3 separate regions of the Zea mays genome follow, and regions 1 and 3 are each linked to region 2. Evidence: chromatin contacts called from public Hi-C data. All regions are on one chromosome and are shown on one strand. Each heading gives the region's core, a stretch centred on a gene start, on an enhancer-like site or on the middle of the called end of the contact. The rest is flanking DNA. Distances are from core to core; before and after follow the strand shown.

Region 1 (4,609 bases), core at 1,110-3,609, 210 kb before region 2:
TCTCCTACTTTCCATGCTAAAAAAAACGTGTGTTCTTTTCAGCAGGGTTTGCTGATTGACCTGGGGAATGACCATGATGCTTTTGGGGAAGCTTCGGAAGGCGCAGAAGCTCGCACATCTTCTGTACCTGCATCAGATCTTCTGAGTATCGATCAGCTCCTTGAAACGGTATGGCCTTTATTCAAGAAATCTGTTCTTCCTTGCTTTTCCTTGGTTTATCTGTCCTTGGGGTACGGTCATGCTGAGATGGCCTTGCTTTACAACTCGTGTTCACTTGGCATGATAATTTTCGTATTGTAATCGTGCCACTTATTTCAGGTTGGTGCAGAACCAGCACCTCAGGCTGGAGTAGTGTCGGCAGACATTGGATTCAAGGATATGACTAGCCACTGCGAAGCCCTGACGATCGGGAAACAGCAGAAAATGTCTGCCTTCATGAGCTTCCAGCAAAGCGTGCAAGCTGCAGGGGTGCCAGGCAGCCAGCCCAACCAGACGACGGAGCTGGACCTTTTCCAAGACCTGCAGTTGCCTCAGGTGGAGTACTACCTCCCATCCGCAAGGCCATTTATTCACCCTCAATAATTTCTAATTTTGACAACGTATTAACATGAATGAAAATGTCTAATTTTGAGCAGGCCGGGGCGCAGAGCACAAACCCATTCTCTGATGAGAGCGTTCAGGGATACCCACAGTACATGAACGGGCCCAACGGCGACAACGCACAGCCAGGCCAGGACTTCCAACAGCAGTCTCTGAAGCTACCGGCGGCGAGCCCGTACGACAATTTCCTAAGGGCTGCTGGCTGTTAGGAGTCCAGTTACATGGACGACAACCACCTCACCTCAAGATAGTCCCAACGGAAGATCCTGCAATTTTTCCACATTTTGCAGGGAAAGAAGAGGGGTATGTCCGCGTGTGAGGTCTTAGCTAGAGACTCAAACCGGGTTCGACACCCATTCTTTATGTATAGCTGTACGTGGTTGGGCTTTGAGCCCTTTGCTGCTGCTGCTGTTGTTTTCACCAATGCAACGTGTAGAGAGGGACTGTGGGGGAGCAGTGCCTTCTACCAGACTGTACATGTAACATGTTGCAGAAATATATGAAGAAAAAATGACGTTTGAAGGATAGATCTGGTGTAGCTCGTCGAGTTACCAGATGATGGGATCAAAGAAGCCTTTCATATTTGCGGTGGAAGTTCGTTAAATTTTACTCATGTGAGAGCATCTGATACTAGGTCTTTTACTCATGTTAGACGACAACGCCTAGATCAGTTCAGTTCACTCGAGCATCGATCGATGCAGTTCTACCTTGTACAGATAGAATGCAATAGCAAGCAAGCAAGCAGCCACATGCATGCATGGGTGGACAGCGTAGGCAGCTGCATGAATGCATGGCGTCTTGATTCACTGTTTGTTCCGTGAACTGTGGGGAAAGAGCATACAGACTTACAAAGAACTCCTTGGGGGGATTCAGCTATTTATTTATTTATTTATTTTATGTCTAAAACCTGTGAGATTCGAACCAAATCTCCACGTTCCAAACAGGACGTACGAGATTTGCGTTTTGTCTGCTTTTAGAGCGATCGAGGAAAAGAGAAATATGCAGTAAGATGATAGACCTTTATTTCTTCAGTTCATGTTGTGCTTTCCTGATTAGAGGAGCAGTCCTCTTCAGAGGATGAATCCTTGTCTTGTCATGCTGTTCTTATTGTTTGTTACAGAAACCGAGAAAAAATTGTATTTGTACTTGTTTTTTTTCCCCATCTTACTACAGGCCCGATTTATTTGGTTGGTTAGAGATCTGTGATGATGGTGGTAGTGTAGTGTGTCTCCATGTTCACGTTCATCAATTCTTAGTGATGGACTCCTACCCCTGTTCCATACTTGCGCTAAGTCTGAACATGGACCTTGCATTTGGGACATCACTAGTTAATGAGAATTGTTGCTTAGAAAGTATAGAAACGAACACTCATCGATAGATATAAACCAAATAGATCTGGATCTGAATAGTGATGTCCAAACGGGTCGCTCGGTCTGGCCCGACATGGTAAGCACAGAAAAATAGTCTCGGCGGGCCAAAAAGCACGGGTTAGTAAAAAAACGGGCTAAGCGCTAAATGGGTTGGGCCGAGCCAGCCTGCCGGAATTAATTATCTGTCTGGTTCTGATCCACTTATTCGCACCGGACCGATCTGGATCCATTTTAAGCGGGCTAAGCTCGTATCGGCCAAAAAAAATGTGCTTCGAGCTCTATAGATCTGAACGTCCCTTCACCTCGTTTTGAAACATACTAGCATTGAGCAAATGTCCGGAAGATGTGCGTGCAATGCAATGCAAGACTAGTGAGTGGATCTGAATGCCCTACTTCCTTGTCCTGGCAGAAGTAGAACACACTGAATCCAATGATACTGGTTTACCATTCTATCGTTCATTAGTGTGAGGTGCTCGTCTTCCCTGCGGCAACGACAGCCAGTACAGCAAGGAAGAAGCGCAGGTGAGGAGGAATTATTTGTTATTCATTTCCTTCCTGTCTCGCATAGCATCAGTCTACAGGTTTATACCCCTGTCCATTACAGTAGCGCAAATGGCACACGGCCCACACCAACTCGGCCCACGGCCCATTACACGACCCACTCAGCACCAGAAATCCGAACACTAGGCCTTCTCTTGCGCTTCTCCTTGGCTTCAGCTTCCTGTACCGCTTCTTCAGCACAAGTTTCTCCCGCCACGGCTGAAGAACTGCTGACATTCCCCCGCCGTTGAAAGGCCGCTTGCCCCCAAGCGGGCGCATCTGGAAACCGTGTCCGCAAAGCCTCTTCATCTTCCCAAGTTGACAAAACCTCATCGCCATCGGACCACTGGATAAGCACTTGTTGAATCGAAGACGAACCACGATGAATGACGCGACGGTCCAGAGCCCGGAATGGAATTTGAGTGCTGTCGGTCAAATCAGGCAACACTGCACTCACTTGTTGATTCCCAACAGACCCTTTAAGCTGCGAAACATGTATCACAGGATGAACAGTTGCTGACGGAGGTAACTGGAGCTTGTAAGCAACCTTGCCAACTCTTTCCAATATGGTGTAAGGACCAAAATATTTAAAACTCAGCTTATGATTAGCCCTTGTAGCCACAGAAGACTGGACATACGGCTGTAGTTTAAGATAAACCTTATCACCCACTTGAAATTCCCGCTCAGATCGGCGCTTATCAGCCTGCGATTTCATACGCTGTTGAGCCCTCAAAAGGTGTTGCCTGACAAGACTAACCATCAGCTCTCGTTGAGAAAGCCATGTCTGCAAGTCAGTTGAAACTGAAGCATCAGCCAAGGACAAACCCAAATGACGCGGTTGACGCCCATAAAGCACCTCAAAGGGAGATCTGCCCAGGGAAGAATGAAATGCTGTGTTATACCAATACTCAGCCAAGGACAGCCACTGAATCCATTTTGACGGGCAAGCATGGACAAAACTCCGAAGGAAGGTCTCCAAACATTGATTAACGCGTTCAGTCTGCCCATCCGTTTGAGGGTGGTAAGATGAACTCATCCGTAGAGTAGTACCAGCCAACCGAAACAGCTCTTGCCAAAGTTTACTAGTAAAAATCCGATCCCTGTCCGACACAATGGAATGTGGCAGTCCATGGAGCCGATAAACGGAATCCACAAATAATTGAGCCACCTTAAGAGCAGTAAATGGATGCGACAATGGAATAAAATGAGCATATTTGGAGAACAAATCAACCACCACCAGCACAGTATTAGCACCACCAGAGCGAGGAAGACCCTCTATAAAATCCATACTGACAATCTGCCAAGCATGTTCAGGTACCGGCAAAGGCTGCAAAAGTCCAGGATAACGACTCCTGTCCGGCTTAGCTTGATGGCAGACTGAACAATTCATGACATAAAACTTGATTTGATTTTTCATTCCAGCCCAGGCAAACAACTGTTTGATACGGCGATATGTCACTGGAAAACCCGAATGTCCGCCCATTGGACCATCATGTAAGGCTCTAATCACTTGGAGTTGCAAGGTCTCATTAGCCCCCAGCCAGACTCGACCTTTGTACCTCAAAATGCCTTGAGACAAGGTAAAATTACCCTGAGAATTCCTAGTTACTGACAGTTCAGACAACAACTGTTGTGCATGTGCATCACTGGAGTACCCTTCCACGACTTGAGTCAACCATTGTGGTGTACCTGATGAAATACTGAACAGCGAGGATTCACTTTCAGACATTGGTCGACGTGACAAAGCATCAGCAGCCCCATTGTCTACCCCTTTTTTATATACAATGCGATACTGCAACCCGAGCAGCTTAGTGAATACCCGATGTTGCCATGGCGTGCTCAAACGCTGCTCTGTCAAATGAGATAGACTGCGATGGTCCGAATATATAAAAAATTCAGCATGCTGTATATAGTGACGCCACTTGTCCACAGCCATCAATATTGCCAAATACTCCTTTTCATATGTCGACAATCCTCGATTCCGAGTCCCAAGTGCTTTACTCACATATGCAAGAGGATGGCCACTCTGTAATAAAACTGCACCAATGCCCAAACTCGAAGCGTCTGTTTCAATAGCAAACTGCTTTGAAAAATCTGGA
Region 2 (4,598 bases), core at 6-2,505:
CACTTTAAATTTCTAGAGTTCAAATTAGGTCAAACCCTAATTCCAACATTACTATCTCATTATTATAATTAAGTGCACAAGCAAAATCTTCAACATGGTGCATATATTATTTATGTATTTTTTATTAATTTATTCACCCAAAATATGATTATCTTTATGTTCTCATGAGTAAGGGGCAATAATATAAGGAGATTAGGGTAATACAAGCAAAATCTTTTTCTTATTATCCACAAGTTAGGTATTACACCGTGCCTCCTCCTCCCTCCATCGGCAACCACTGATGAGGATGTATTTTCACTTGTAAAAACCGTCTTCCTGTAGCTAGAAACCATTTTCTACTCAAACATCACTAAAACTCTACAACATAGTTGATCCATCCTAAAGATTTGGAGTAAAACTACTCTAAAATAGAACAAAGTAATGCCAAATATAGATGGTTTTCTTATAAGGCACTCCTAAAATCGAGGTTCGTTATCTATCATCGAATTTTATTTTTTTCTAAATGACACTACCGTCCATTTAATCCATATGTCTTTTAGTTAAGATTTTTTCCCGTAAGAGCTAGTTTGGAAACTCAAATTCTGATGTTAAATCTCTTCCAGGATTAAAGAGGATTGGAGAGAAAATTACTTTATTTACACATCAATTCCCTTCCCGAACGGATTTGAGGTTTCAAAGTAGCCCTAAATACCACTAGCGTCCATTCAATATTGACACTTCTGCTGGGCATTATACACTGAAATAAGTCGAATTATGCAAACAGCCTTTGATTAGAAAGCCTATATCCATTTCTCTGATCTCTGTTTCGTTAAAACCAAAGCGTCGCCGTCGTCGTCGTCTATGTTGCGCACACCATTCTGCACTGAATTCGTCTAGAACCTGCAATCGTCAGCGTCCATCTCATCCACACCACAAAAGGGTCAAAGACCACACGGCGAACAATTTTTCCCCGTTGGCCATTGACGGACAAACGCGTTCTCCCTGAAAAGCATGCTGTGAGGCTCGATATCGCTGCGGCTGTCGTGCTCCCGCAGCGCACAGGAAGGTGAGTGAGGAGGAAGAAACCGCATGCAAGGGGACGGGAGTACGGGACCGGCGGGCGGAAGACGAACGGGATTCCAAAAAAACGACTTGTCGTGGCGGAGCGGAATCCACAATAGCGACGAGCCGTCGGGGTCTGCCGGCCTGGATGCAAACCAGTCTCGTCGTCACGGACTCCCGGAATAAATACTCCCTCCTGCGTATAGCTCTTCCCTGTCCTCTCATACACTTTCTCTGCTCGCGCAAAGCTCTTCCTCGTGTAAAGACGACGAGAAATTTATGTACTCTCGCACCACCTCACAAACAGACCTGATCCTCTCCGTTTCTTTTTGTTTCCCTTTTCCCTCTTCCGCGATTCCGTCGCCCGGTTCAATTTGGACGCGCGCGGCGTAGGGCGCCCGGCGGAAACCGCCGAATTCCCCTCTTCCTCGCGCGTGCTCAGCGATTCGAGGTAACAGCCTTTTATCTTCTTCCCCTTCATCTCCGCGATTTCTTGGGGGTCGGGGTCTGAATCCCCGCCGTGTGTTGCGATTGCCGGAGTGGGGTTTGCCACTTTGAGCGGTTGCACGGCCGGTTCCGGTGTAATCTCCGCTCCCCTTTGGGCGTTACATCTGGTTCTTGCCTCGATTTTGCGTTGGGATTACGGGTACGGGTGCCTACCGAAGGGGTTGGGGTTGGTGAGGAAATGACTCGTTCGATCAGGCTAACGCGTCTTTATGCGGTATTGTATAAATTTCCTTCTGTTTCTTGCGCACTAGACCGCACTAGTGGAGATTGATTGTGCGTGCATGGGGCCTTTGATGATCAAGTAAAGCAGTTGAAACAGCGTCCCCTTGGTGTTGGAATCATGCGAAAGATCATGGTTCGCCCCTCCAACTGGCACCTTCCGGCTTCCGGGCCTTGTACTGTTCCTCAGCTTAACAAGTAGGATTGCTCGAATCATGCTGTTCATGTGTTGTTCAGCGGCTTGGAATTCGGGGGGCGTGCTTCTGTACTGTTCTTGACTCTTGTGGTGTTGATTGTGGAAGCGGCGTGCTTGATGATGCAGACGTCGTTCCCGTGGTGTTTTCTTGTGTCCTGTCCTTGAGCGAGCTTCAGTGGTCCCCGCACGTCAAATTTTACAGGCCAGGGATTTTGCGAGCTGTTGTGACGGTTTCCTGAATTATGATGGGAAAAGTTGCAACACGTGGGAGACCCTGCGGGGAGTGAGGACAAGGTCAAGGTTTTGAAGCTGCGATTTGTCCATGTGTAATGCTCACATTTTTCAGATGCAACTGTTGCATTTCTGGGTGTGTTGTCTGGTAAACTAGCTACTTGCTCATCTCATTGGCATGCCACTTAATACACGACGTGGGAGGCTCGAACCCTTTTCAGTTATGGTTTTGTAGTTCTCTTTTGCACTCCATCCTCAGTTTATCTCACATAAATGGTAGCTGTCATGTTAATCTGATTATCATGTCAATTGTCAAGTCATTATCTATTTATCTCTGAATAATTGTCTGACAACGAGCCAGACTAATATGAGTGAGTCCTTTCTTTTGCTGTTTGTTTATTTACTTCATACTTAGTTGATTTAGCATAAATGTAACCTGTTATAATCTCATTGGCAAGCCACTTAATATGCAGCGTGGGAGGCTCGAATTCTTTTCAGTTATGGTTTTGTAGTTCTCTTCTGCACTCCGTCCTCAGTTTATCTCACATAAATGGTAGCTGTCATGTTAATCTGATTATCATGTCAAGTCATTATCTATTTATCTCTGAATAATTGTCTGACAGCGAGCCGGACTAATATGAGGGAGTCCTGTTTATTTACTTCATCCTTAGTTGATTTAGCATAAATGTAACCTGTTATATATATATATATATATATATATATATATATATATATATATATATATATATTTGATTTTCATGTCAAATACTTGTCTTAACTGTCCTGAGAATGAATCAGTAGTTCTGATAAATATAACTAATCTGGATCTTCTTTATTGAACTTGTGACGCTGCAGAAAAAAATACTAACTGTCTTACTAGGAGCCTAGAGTGTCCGAATTTTTGCCATTGCTTGTCCTGACTTGCCAACCTACAATGGGATGGGGAAACACTATTACCAGACGCCTCAAGGTTTTCTCTATGGCCCTGTTTATCTACTTCGACTATAAGGTGTGGTTCTATTCCTGTTCTCAATGATGTTTGTCCAGAGACAGCCCCTTCCATTCTCTCGAAACGGATTAACATCTTCTTGATGCACAAGCAGGCTGTTCAGAAGAGAGTTCAATGGGTTAGCACTGGTAAAAAGAGTGCTATATGGAAGAAAACACATGAGCGAAATGCTCGCCGTGTCCTCAACCTGATGATAGAGTTAGAAGGTTTATGGGTGAAACTGGGCCAATATTTATCCACAAGAGCAGATGTACTTCCTGAACCCTACATAAATGTCCTCAAGCAGTTGCAGGATTCGCTTCCTCCACGACCTTTTGAAGAGGTATGCATGGTTGTCCTCGAATGAATGGAAGGATTAAAGATTGATAATTCTTGTCTGGTCCTGACATAGTATTGTCTTGGAGGTCATTTAAGCAATTACTTAACTTAGTTCTTGTCTCTGCTATGCAGGTTCGTGAAACGATAGAGAAAGAACTTGGAGAACCTATGAGTGATCTATTTGCTGATTTTGTCCTAGACCCTCTCGCAACCGCATCAGTAAGTACTGTATTAGCAAACTGAACTTTACTTATCTGATATAAATCATAGTATGCTCATTTCATATGGACCTTTTATTTTCAATGAACATTTGGTAACAGATAGCACAAGTTCATCGTGCAACTCTGGCAGATGGCAGAGAAGTAGTTGTCAAAATTCAGCATGATGGTGTGAAGGAGATCATATTAGAGGTTTATCTCTAACCTGCAAGTATGCTGTCTAGCACAGTTGGAGTCCATTACATTTTTCTATTGGTGGCCAGGATCTGAAGAATGCAAAATCATTGATTGAATGGATAGCGTGGGCAGAGCCTCAGTATGATTTTAATCCGATGATTGATGAATGGTGCAAGGAGGCTCCAAAGGAACTTGATTTCAACCATGAAGCAGGTATTTTCCTTGCTCAGGTTCATACTCATATTGCCATATGCTTCTCTGCACGATTTTCCATGTCCTGTCCCTCTTTTTAAATAGAGTCAAAGCCTAGTGGCTCATGAAGAGGTTGTCTTGATAATGTGTGGTATAAATTCTTCAATTTTAGAGAATACTAGGGCTGTCTCCAGGAATCTTAGTCGCAAAAGTGACTGTGGGAGTGGCAGTGTTTCCAGTACTGTTGATGTACTCATTCCAGAAGTTATTCAGGTCTATCTGCCAGTTTCTATATTGTTTGTCATAATAGTTTTCAAAAATCAAGCTATCATCGTCTGACATACTGTTGTTTTGTGTATCAGTCAACTGGCAAGGTTCTAATTTTGGAATATATGGATGGGATTCGTTTAAATGATAATGATTCATTGGAAGCATATGGTGTTGACAAGCAAAAACTGGTCGAAGAGATAACCCGTGCATACGCTCATCA
Region 3 (4,418 bases), core at 774-3,273, 140 kb before region 2:
GATTCTAACGATACTGGCTAGACTCATACCGGACTGGCTAGACTCATACTGCAACCAAACACATGGATAGAGTACCTACGTGTGTATTGCTTGATGTGAAGTTGTTTTTGATTAGTCATAGGTATTGTAGTGTTCATGTCTATTATAAGATTCTAGCATACGCGAAAGAGCTAGCATATGGGTCGAGGCACTGAAATATTTTCCTCGATCGCCCCAGGCCCCAGCAGGGCAACAGCTAAGCCCAGAAAAGTCCTAGTCCGACCCACCAACGCGGCTCTTCCCGCGCCAGCATGGGCCCAGGAAAACAACCACTACACATAAAACCGGCCCACCCATCGCTAGGGTTCGCCCCACCAAAGCCTCCGCCCCCTTCTTCCCTGACACCCTCGCCGCCGCGCACGCACGCACGCAGGGAACCAGCGAAGAGAGATGGGCGTCTACACCTTCGTGTGCCGCAGCGCCGGCGGCGGCGAGTGGACCGCCAAGCAGCACTCCGGCGAGATCGAGGCGTCCGCCGCCACCCCCTACGAGCTGCAGCGCCGCCTCGTCGCCTCCGCCTCCGCGGCCGACTCCGCGTCCGGCGTCCAGTCGTCCTTCTCCATGGTCACCCCCAGCTCCGCCGTCTTCCAGGTCCGCTCGCCGACGCTGATCCAACGTTTGGGCAAGATGTGTCCCTGTATTGGGCAGCGATGGGTCTAGGCTGTAGTTTTTTGTCCATCACCCACACATCCAGATGTTGAATGCTTAACCCTGTGCAGGTGATCGTCGGTGGTGGCGCGATGATGGTTAGTGGCGGCGGCGGCGGCGGCGCGTCCGCCGCCGCGTCGGGTGGTGCTGCGGCCGAAGCTCCCAAGGAGGAGAAGAAGGAAGAGGAGAAGGAAGAGAGCGACGACGACATGGGATTCTCCCTGTTCGACTAGAGACAGAGTTAAGCTGCGTGTGCATGGTTGCTGTTCGGTCGTGTCGCGAAACGTGAAGAGCTCAAGCGGCCTTTTTGTTCCAGTCCCACATGTGAGAGCTTGATACGTTGTCTGGAATGAAAAATTTTCTCCAAAATTCACGAATATATATTGCGTACGCACAATACTGTAGATTAAACAATGACTTGTGTAGAGCTGTAAAATCGACGCAATTATATGAAAGCAGCACTGGAGTTTCAAACTGACAAGCATTTACATCATCACAAACTGTCAGATTCTGAGTCAGCTATCTTGTATGCTGCTGCTGTCCTCCAGAGCACAGATGGATTGGCAGTAGCGGCCACTCTTGTCCCTCGGGCCCACTCGCCTGTTGCACCGACCACCGAGGGAGGACCGGAGTAGGTGTGGGGGGAAAACTGTAGAACATGTGGGATGTAAAATCTAGTCTAGTTTTGGGATCGGTTACGAATTTGTCTAAAACAAATAGTTTGGATGAGACGAGTGGAAAACATGGGTGGTGTTGATTTCAGAAACGAATGGCGATATGACATGTGTTTTGGGATCAGAGTATTTTCGTATTTACATCCTACTTGAGTTATCGGTTCCGTACGTCGCCGGTTGGTTGTTTCGGAGTCCGTAGAAGAAAAATAGCCTAGGAATCGTGCTGCGGCGCGCACGTCGCACGGGACGGGATGAAGAGGAGAAGAAAGTCTGGAATTCTCTCTCGATTCCTCCAAGGAACGTAACATCGTGTCAGGACCTACAACCTTGTGAGGAGATTCAGTCTACTGCACTCTCTGTTTGTAACCCTGTTTCAATCAACGAACTGACCCTTTCTCTTAGGAAAAAATTAATTTTTTTTAAAAAATATTATATTATCATATAACATATTATAATATAATATAATGTATTATAGTCCCGAAAGCAACCGCGTAAAAAAAGAATACCTTTTTGTATTAGTGCAATGAAGAATAGAATTAGCTTCCTTGACCGACCTCCCATTTGATTTGGGTTTCCTGATCCGGTCCACACTCTTGCTTGCTTGCCCACCACTTCTACCTCCAATACTTGTACCCCAAGTCCCACCCAACCGAGAACCGACCAACCAAACCACCGGTGCGGTGCGGCCATGGTTGGCCTTGGCGACTCCAACACACTTGCCCAACCATCCACACGCGCATGGTCTGATGGTCCTGCCCTTTCCCCTTGCTTGTATAGTTAGTTGCCAATTGCCATCGCCAACTACCTCCTCTCCTCGCTCCTCCAACCAAACAAGCCACCCCCCACGAAACCCGCAATCCCAGCCGAAGCCGGACGATGAAGAGGGACGGATGGCAGCACGGCGCCGTCCGGGGCAGCCGCAGCAAGGTGCTGAGGACGGCCGCCGGCGACGACAACTCCGACGCCGACGCGGTCGTGGAAACGGCGGCGGCGGCGGCGAGGAAGCCGACGAACGCGTCCCGGAGCACGGGCAAGTGCCGGCGGGCCCGGTGCGCGGGCTGCCACGCGCACCCGGTCTCCAAGGCGCGCGACAAGGCCAAGGGCGCGCGCAAGCTGCGCGCCTGCGACGTCGCGCTCAACCACCGCCTCGTGTCCTGGCGCGTCGTCGACCAGGGCCCCGGGTACAGCGGCGCGTCCGCCTCCTCCCTGCTGGCGTACCTGGCCGGTGGAAGCAGCTGGCACGAGGAGGAGGAGGACGACGACGAGGGCGGAGCGGCGCCCGACGGCCGGCTCTCTGACCTCTACGACCTCTTCGTCGGCCGCGGGCAAGAGGAGGACGGCGTGGATGCTGTAGGAGAGATTCAGGCAGTTGAAGAGCAGGGGCTGCTGGATGCCAAGGATGGCGAGGAGGAGGAGGTGGAGGACGACGGCGACGACATGGGGTTCTGCATGGTTGGCACCACCATCGCGCTGGAGTTCTCCGACGGCGAGGAGGACTGGATCGTGGTCGAGGAGATCTGATTCCCATCTCGTCGTCCTCGGTTTGGCAAATTGGGAAGGGTTCCAATTTGCGAATAAGACATCCTGCCCATCCTCTGTCGGTGCTGTGGTGTGTATGTATATACTACTCCTGCTATGTTCTGTGTGCATATGGTAATCTGATCGTGGTCATGGATTATTACATGATTCAAAAAAAAACATGAATGAATTTCTCATCTGTGAATGAACGAATAATAAAGTTGACAATTGGATTCTTCAAGTGTTAATTGTTCCTTCCGAAGCGTTCTTGTTCCCGCTCTGCAGGTACACCGTTCGATCAACTCTTTCCTCTGCAATATTAATGAGTGTTTGGGTTCCTCTCAAAAAAAATTTCTTGGTTGCTTCAGTTCCAACTGTCACGGACCCTGTTGTTTGTGTGTGGTCTACGTAATAAACTTGCAGTTGTTGCGCTGTACTACTACTGGGTTCCGTTTTAAATTGTTTGCCACCTACCTACCTGCCCTGCCCCTTTTCACTCTCTCAAGCTTTCTTCATGCAAAAAAAAACTCGACCATAAACATATCTTATGATGCAGCCATGTATTTTTCTTCTTCTTTATATTGTGAAAAAGAAAGGAGAGAGCGTTTTACCCTCTATATATGTTAACTACCTGTATATCTTTTTTTTTGAAATATAACTACCTGTATATCAGTGGCCACCAAATTGCAAGTCGTTATCATCTTATGATTTGATGTCTGTGTCCCAACGGTTTGTCATTTGTGGTGAACACCTTTTCGTTCTAAGAAAGCTCTAGTTAATGGTGCTCCTGAAGACCTTTTCCATGGGCCCAAATCTCACCACACATTTCGGAGAAGGGCACCAAGAAGAACCGTCCGCGGACGCTTCAAGTTGTTCCTTCCTTCACATGGCTACTAGTAGAGTACAAGCCGGGATTCAGCGTCGGTGCAGTCTTCACATGGCCACATGCGCTGCGCGGACTGCGCGGATGGGTCCCGGACGGCCCGTGCCTGGTCAGGTGGGGAGAATGGGAGGAGATCTCGCCGTTGGGGGAGCACCGAGCACGGCGCGCTCGGTATCCAGCCCAGCAACCGTTTTGGCATCGTGTCCGGTCTACCATGGCCCGTTAACGGCCTATTACTTCCGGCCCAGCAACCCCCGGCCGCGGCGCTCACACACACAAACAAAACACCGTTGTCAAACTCGTCCCTTCTTTTCAAGAAACACATTCAGGCCAAGTATGGGCTGTGTCAACAACGAGATTATGCGTGTATGTCCACCGTTTAATTTGGAAAGAATTATCTTTTTGGTACCCGACGACTTTTATAAATCAACTAGTATAGTGCCCGTGCGTTGCGACGGCGACGACAAGTAAATTGTTCGATAAAATGTTAGTTCACAATGATTACAATGTTCTGTGACGATACGTTAGGGTGAAGACAGATAATTTACATTGGCAATACTTTCTTAAGAAGGAAGTTGAATAAGCAGAGGGAGACTGGTATTGCAGCGAAGAAGCAAGAAAGTAAAAAAAGGGATGCAAAAGTAACCACGTACTAT

The links. A called contact is a pair of places that touch in the nucleus more often than the background predicts.
Region 1: a contact with region 2 is called in a Hi-C map of tassel, with 2.9 times the contacts expected there. The contact joins the enhancer-like site here to the promoter of LOC100382198 in region 2. A contact is called at or near these places in 4 of 25 Hi-C or Micro-C datasets (ear, leaf and tassel).
Region 3: a Hi-C map of tassel shows a contact between it and region 2, with 6 times the contacts expected there. The contact joins the promoter of LOC100277347 here to the promoter of LOC100382198 in region 2. A contact is called at or near these places in 5 of 25 Hi-C or Micro-C datasets (bundle sheath, ear, endosperm and 2 more).

Annotation. Positions count from the first base shown.
Region 1 is chr6:95,854,147-95,858,755 of Zm-B73-REFERENCE-NAM-5.0, forward strand. It overlaps LOC100217264, which reads left to right. Exons shown (of 20, transcript NM_001359568.1): 18 at 46-168; 19 at 319-534; 20 at 636-1,126. The coding sequence ends at 809. Among protein-coding and RNA genes, the nearest start is that of LOC100217264, 11 kb to the left of the region's middle. Within about 2 kb of position 2,360, at least 7 of the 20 cell types and tissues checked have an H3K27ac peak or open chromatin away from gene starts, as enhancers often do. A contact at or near this core is called in tassel, where this site is marked.
Region 2 is chr6:96,065,648-96,070,245 of Zm-B73-REFERENCE-NAM-5.0, forward strand. LOC100382198 reads left to right here and starts at 1,256. Exons shown (of 19, transcript NM_001361632.1): 1 at 1,256-1,492; 2 at 3,050-3,203; 3 at 3,298-3,525; 4 at 3,654-3,740; 5 at 3,842-3,931; 6 at 4,003-4,129; 7 at 4,281-4,381; 8 at 4,471-4,598. The coding sequence starts at 3,129.
Region 3 is chr6:95,928,922-95,933,339 of Zm-B73-REFERENCE-NAM-5.0, forward strand. LOC100277347 reads left to right here and starts at 2,024. Exons shown (of 1, transcript NM_001150939.2): 1 at 2,024-3,087. The coding sequence starts at 2,238. The coding sequence ends at 2,882. LOC103629584 (60S acidic ribosomal protein P3-like) reads left to right here and starts at 353. Exons shown (of 2, transcript NM_001329682.1): 1 at 353-630; 2 at 759-1,171. The coding sequence starts at 430. The coding sequence ends at 920.